Linked DNA regions of Mus musculus: region 2 is linked to region 1. The links are chromatin contacts, called in public ChIA-PET maps. All regions are on one chromosome and are shown on one strand. Each heading gives the region's core, a stretch centred on a gene start, on an enhancer-like site or on the middle of the called end of the contact. The rest is flanking DNA. Distances are from core to core; before and after follow the strand shown.

Evidence for each region. ChIA-PET counts read pairs in DNA pulled down with a chosen protein or histone mark.
Region 2: an RNA polymerase II ChIA-PET map of memory CD8 T cells shows a contact between it and region 1, with 17 read pairs. The contact joins two enhancer-like sites. A contact is called at or near these places in 6 of 115 datasets of contacts at active chromatin or transcription factors (bone marrow-derived macrophages, effector CD8 T cells, embryonic stem cells and 2 more) and 2 of 9 other capture datasets (adipose tissue and liver).

The regions. Positions count from the first base shown.
Region 1 is chr6:97,386,273-97,388,972 of GRCm38.p6, forward strand. The region is part of intron 5 of Frmd4b (FERM domain containing 4B); the gene reads right to left. Among named protein-coding and RNA genes, the nearest start is that of Frmd4b, 100 kb to the right of the region's middle. Within about 2 kb of position 1,254, at least 15 of the 459 cell types and tissues checked have an H3K27ac peak or open chromatin away from gene starts, as enhancers often do. A contact at or near this core is called in effector CD8 T cells and memory CD8 T cells, where this site is marked.
Region 2 is chr6:97,471,998-97,474,697 of GRCm38.p6, forward strand. All of the region lies in intron 1 of Frmd4b (FERM domain containing 4B), which reads right to left. Among named protein-coding and RNA genes, the nearest start is that of Frmd4b, 14 kb to the right of the region's middle. Within about 2 kb of position 1,369, at least 44 of the 459 cell types and tissues checked have an H3K27ac peak or open chromatin away from gene starts, as enhancers often do. A contact at or near this core is called in effector CD8 T cells and memory CD8 T cells, where this site is marked.

The DNA of each region.
Region 1 (2,700 bases), core at 4-2,503:
TACCCTTCTACTTAGTACCTTGACTTCCCAAGTGCTTAGATTAAAGGTCTGGGCTACTATATCCATTCTAAGGATTTTGTGCCTTTTAAAAGGACTTATTCATTTTATGTATAGGAGTACCCTGTGGCTGTCTTCAGACACACCACAAAGGACATGGATCCTAGTACAGATGGTTGTGAGCCACCATGTGGTTACTAGGAGGACCTCTGCAAGATCAGTCAGTGCTCTTAATCACTGAGCCATCTCTCCAGCCTGATTTTGTGCATTCTTAACATGAAATCTCAACACAACCCCATCAAGTCAAAATGAGGAACAGAATTGAAAAAGGTTATTCCTAAACTCCTGTGTCTGCTCTGGAATTCACATTTTCTTAAAGGCAATTTTAACACATTATTCATTCTGCAGGTTGAACACAACCAAAATCCCAGGGGCTTTTCTAGTTATGTGTGCAAACAGTCCACTGAAAGTCTTATTTATGGGGACTGAATTTTCACTCCTTCCACATTCTGAGTCCATGGATGGAGAGGGGCAAGGGTCCACGAGTCTACTCATTAATAATGAGCATTTGGGGAGCCAGGGAGATGCTTCCGTAGCTGAAAGAACTTGCTGTGAAAACACGATGAACATAGAACACGTGGGTAAACCAGACATGATGATGAGTGTCTGTAATTGCAATGCTCCTATGGTGAGAAGTGAGACAGACAGTAGAATTCCCTAGACTTATTCATTTTATGTATAGGAGTACCCTGTGGCTGTCTTCAGACACACCACAAAGGACATGGATCCTAGTACAGATGGTTGTGAGCCACCATGTGGTTACTAGGAGGACCTCTGCAAGATCAGAAACCCCAGGGCCAACAGACCAGGCACCAACACTCCAGTCTCAAAACACATGAGACCTCACCTCCAACAGGATGGAGGATAAAGATTGATATTCAAGTGTGTCTTCACACATGAACGCATACACATACACATCATAAAAACACACATAAAAAAATTCTTCTTTTTAGTGTGGGGGTTGGGTAGGGTCTCACTACATAGCTCTGTGTGGACCAATTTGGCCTTGAAACTCACAGAGCTCTGCCAGCCTCTGCCTCCCTAGTGCAGGAATTGAAGTCATGCATTGCCGCTCCCTGCTCCCACCCCCTGTTTAAGTAATAATGAGTATTTGGCATAAACATGACAGAGGTATTCACAGGTCGTGTGATGAGAACTGACACCCTAACCTCACCCACGCTGTCCTGAGAGAGCTCTCTGTGGAAGAGGTTAGGCACCATTTTAAACCACAGAGCTAGCCCAGGCCCAAAGTAGCCCTCACACTGAAACCTCGCCTCAGAAAAGAGGTTACGATCAAAGGTTACGGTCAAAACATACTAAGGTTTGCAATGTGTTTTCTCACACTGCAAACTGCACCTGCAGATGAGAGCTAGCAAACAGAAACATCCCATCATGGGCAGTGTTTAATATAGCCATACAGGAAGTGGGGATGTGTCAAAAAGACTGCTAGGGTAGATTTTCTTTCTTTTTCTTCTTCTTTTCCAAAGGAAACCGGTTTCATTTTTCTTGATGTTTAATTGGAATTTAAAATGTCAGAAGAAACATTAAGAAACCCACTGAGCATCTCTAGAGATAAACAGCCATACACCAATACAGCCCACCACAGGCTTCAAGAGGATCCTGCTGGTTGAACACGCTTTTACATGTTCTCGGGTCCAGCCATGGCTGAGTTTGGTTTGCGCACGGGCACTTCAAAACTGAAGCCTAAAGAACCTGCTTTCCAATGCTGGAGAGATGCCCAGTGGTTAAGAGCTCTGACTGCTCTTCTAGAGGATGTGGGTTCAATTCCCAGCACCCACATGGAAGCTTACAACTGTCTGTAACTCCAGGATCCAACACCCTCACGCAGACATGCATACAGGCAAAACATCAATGCACATAAAATTAAAAAAAAAAAAACCTTAAAAACGTAGAAAGAACTTGCTTTCTGCTGGCTGTGCTGGCACACGCTTGTAATCCTACCATGCAGGAGGCTGAGGCAGGATTATAAATTGGAGGCCAGCCTGGGCTACATAATCAGACCTTGTCTTAAATAAACAAACACTAGCTCTAATTTCCTTTTGTTTTGTGATAGGGTATCTGGAATCACAAATTAATCTCAAACTGATTGCATAGCTGAGCAGGACCTTGAGCTTCCAATTCTCCTGCCTCTACCTCTCTAGTGTACAGTTACATTCCTGTGCTCCCAAGCCTGGTTTGTGCAGTGCAGTGCAGTGTCTCGGGCCCAGTGTACACCAGCTCAGCACTCAATCAACAGATCTACTTATCCTAAGCCCATGCTAGCTTTCTATAAGGAGACAACTGATCTTTATTTAACGCCTAAAATATTAGAGGAAATCTATGGGCATTTGATTTTAAAAATTAGACTGGCAGTGAAATTCTTCTTTCTACAAAAACTATTATTAATCTTTTTAAAGAATAATTTTAGTGCTGAGAGTGGTAGTGTACACCTTTAATCCCAGCAGAGGCAAATAGATCTCTGTGAATTAAAGGCCAGCCTGGTTTACATAACAAATTCCAGGCCAGCCAGGGCTATATAGTGAGATTCTATGTCAAAAGGAAGCAAAATCATATATCTGTATCTATACACACACACACACACACACACATGAGTATATATATATACACATGTACTCATATTCA
Region 2 (2,700 bases), core at 119-2,618, 86 kb after region 1:
TTTAACAGCCAACTCTTATGAGCTTGGCTGGACCTATTTTTGACATCGTTGCCTTGAAAGTTTAATATATACAAACCCTACAGGAGAAAGTGCCCATGAATATCACAGGAGGTCAAGGCTAAGAATCCAGAGAGCACTGGAATTAGCTTATTTATTAAAAATAAAGTATTCCTCTCTTTAGTAAATATTTGCAAAACACCTAACACTTTATTTTTTCCTGAGATTATGATTCTGTGATTATTTGAGGTTGATGATTTAACAGTAACTTCTGGGGTTGGAGTCTCTTTATACTCTCTGTGTTTGCAGAATTAGAAAACACCTGCACACAGCCAAGAGGAAGGCAAAGCACGTTTTAAGTTAAACACTAAGAAAGACCGGGAATGAAAGGGTTGGGAGTGGGAGAGAGACTGAGACACAGAGAGACACACAGGGACAGAGAAATAGGGAAAGAGGGAGACACACTTTTGCTTTTTACTCCTAAGAAACCCAAGAAAATCAAACAAAAACAGGTCCTACTACCTTAAACTTTAGTGGATAAGAATGGGGAGAAGAGGGGCTGATGGATAAGCAATGCCTGGCAAATGGTAAAAGGCATCAAGAAAGAAAGTGAATGGAGCTGTCAACATCTGCCAGGAAAAGCAGGATACCTTCCAGAGCCCAACCACAGGCCCTGGCAGGAAATGGCAATCACTTGGCATGCAGTGAGGGCTGCAGGGGTGCCAGCCTCTCACCTTGGGGTGGGCACAGAGGCTTCTGGTCATGGGTAAGTTTCAAAACGGCCCCTGGGTGTGTCTGCTTTCCTGTCCACTCTGTCCCTAACACATACCTCTCATGAGATGATCCTCAGACGAGCCACACAAGTGTACTCTGTAGCACTTTGCGCTGACTCATTGTTTTCAATAAGGAAAGAGTTTACACACACATGCAAATATCAATCCAGAAGGCATTTTTCCAGAATGAGCCTTCCATAGTTTTCCAAAATACAAGCAACGCCCCCTCCACCAGACAGAGCTGCAGGAACTCTGCTGGAGCTGTTCATCACAAACACCTCCTACCTGCTCCACCCCAGAGCCACCAATGTGTTCAGCAAGCACACCCACAGGCTTATCAGACAATTACTTCCTGGAGCTCACACCAGGAGTGAGCACTGTTCCAGAGGACAGCAAGGTTGTAGTCCCTCCCTCCCTCCCACTAGTGTCCAGCCTGGAAGGTACAAATGAGCACATCTGTAGACTCATAAAGACAGAGATGCTAACAGTCATGGAGAAAAATATTGTGGGTATGAGAATGTCAATAGCAACGGGTTGTATTCTGGGTAGAGGACATCTAAAGATAACCCTGCAGGAAATGAAGGCAGAAGAGCATTGTGCACTGCTGTAGGGGGGTGAGATGGGGGGATTGAGGTTGTAGGAAGAGAACACTACACAGAGTGAAGGCTTGGACGTTGTACTGGGGATGGCAAGACAGTATCACTGAGAGGCAGATGGGACAGCATTAGGGATAAGACTCAGAGGTGGGTGTGTTGGCTGGGCCTTGGGTGGAGTTGGGAAGACCACCATGGAGGTACTCATCATAGGAGTCCTTGTGGGATAATAAAGGTAAAACTATTTCTTAGTGTCCCAACGTGGCTGGGATGACGGCTGGGCAGGACAGTGGCTTGTTCTGAACTACTCTGAAATGGCCTCTCTGGTGGCAAGGTTGGGAACAGGCTATAGGGAGAGACTGCCAGGAGAGACCCATCAGGAAGGTGCTGCACAGGTCCAGCTGAGACAGGAAGGGGTGAGAAGGGAAGCTGGCACAGAGCAGTGGGGTTGAAGGTGGAGAAAATTGATGTTCACTGTGAAGGCGGAGCCAGGTAGGTATGTGGTGGGACTGTGGAAGAGAAAGTTCCGCTGGGAGGATGTGGCTGCCATCTTCTACAGGGGAGCGGGTGTAGGGGAAGAGACCAGGCGCTACAATGTGGGTAGCAAGTTTAAGATAAAAAGTCAGTGAAAGAGTGCAAGCAGCTCAAAATACACCCAAATTTTATCAGAAAAGGCAAACCAACTAGAAAGCAAGCTCTGTGAGGGCAGGCACTTTTCCTCACTGTGTGTCCACAGTTTAGACTCCAGTTGAGGTGTAGTGGGTTCTTGGTAAATATTTGCTGAATTAAGGAAAATGTAATTTCTACACTGTGTGTGTATGTGTGCATGCATATCTGAATACACATGTGGAAGGCAGAAAACATGGCCAGCTGTTATTCCCAGATACTGCCCATGTTGTTGTGCTAAGACAGGGTCTCTCATTGGCCTGGACTTGCTAAGTAGGCTAGGCTGGCTGGCCAATGAGCATCAGTGATATGCTTGTGTCTACCTCCCCAGTTCTGGGATTATACTCTATGCCTGCCTTGCTGCTGCTGTTGCTATTTTGTTTCAATGTAGGTTCTGGAGCCCCAACTCAGGTGCTGGAGCCTCCGCTTGTGCCTTCAAGGTGAACACTTCACTGACTAAGCCACCTCATCAACCCCCATAGTCTACACTTTCAATGGCTTCCCATCACACTGGGTGAACATTCTAAAACAGCCGGGGATCCTGCTGTCTCCTTCCTATGCTATGTGGGTTCCAAGGACCAAACTCAGGTCACCAGGTTTATACAGCTTGTGCTCAAGCATGAGCCATCTCTCTAGCTTTCCTTTTTAAGTAAAGGGCCTGCTCTCACTTA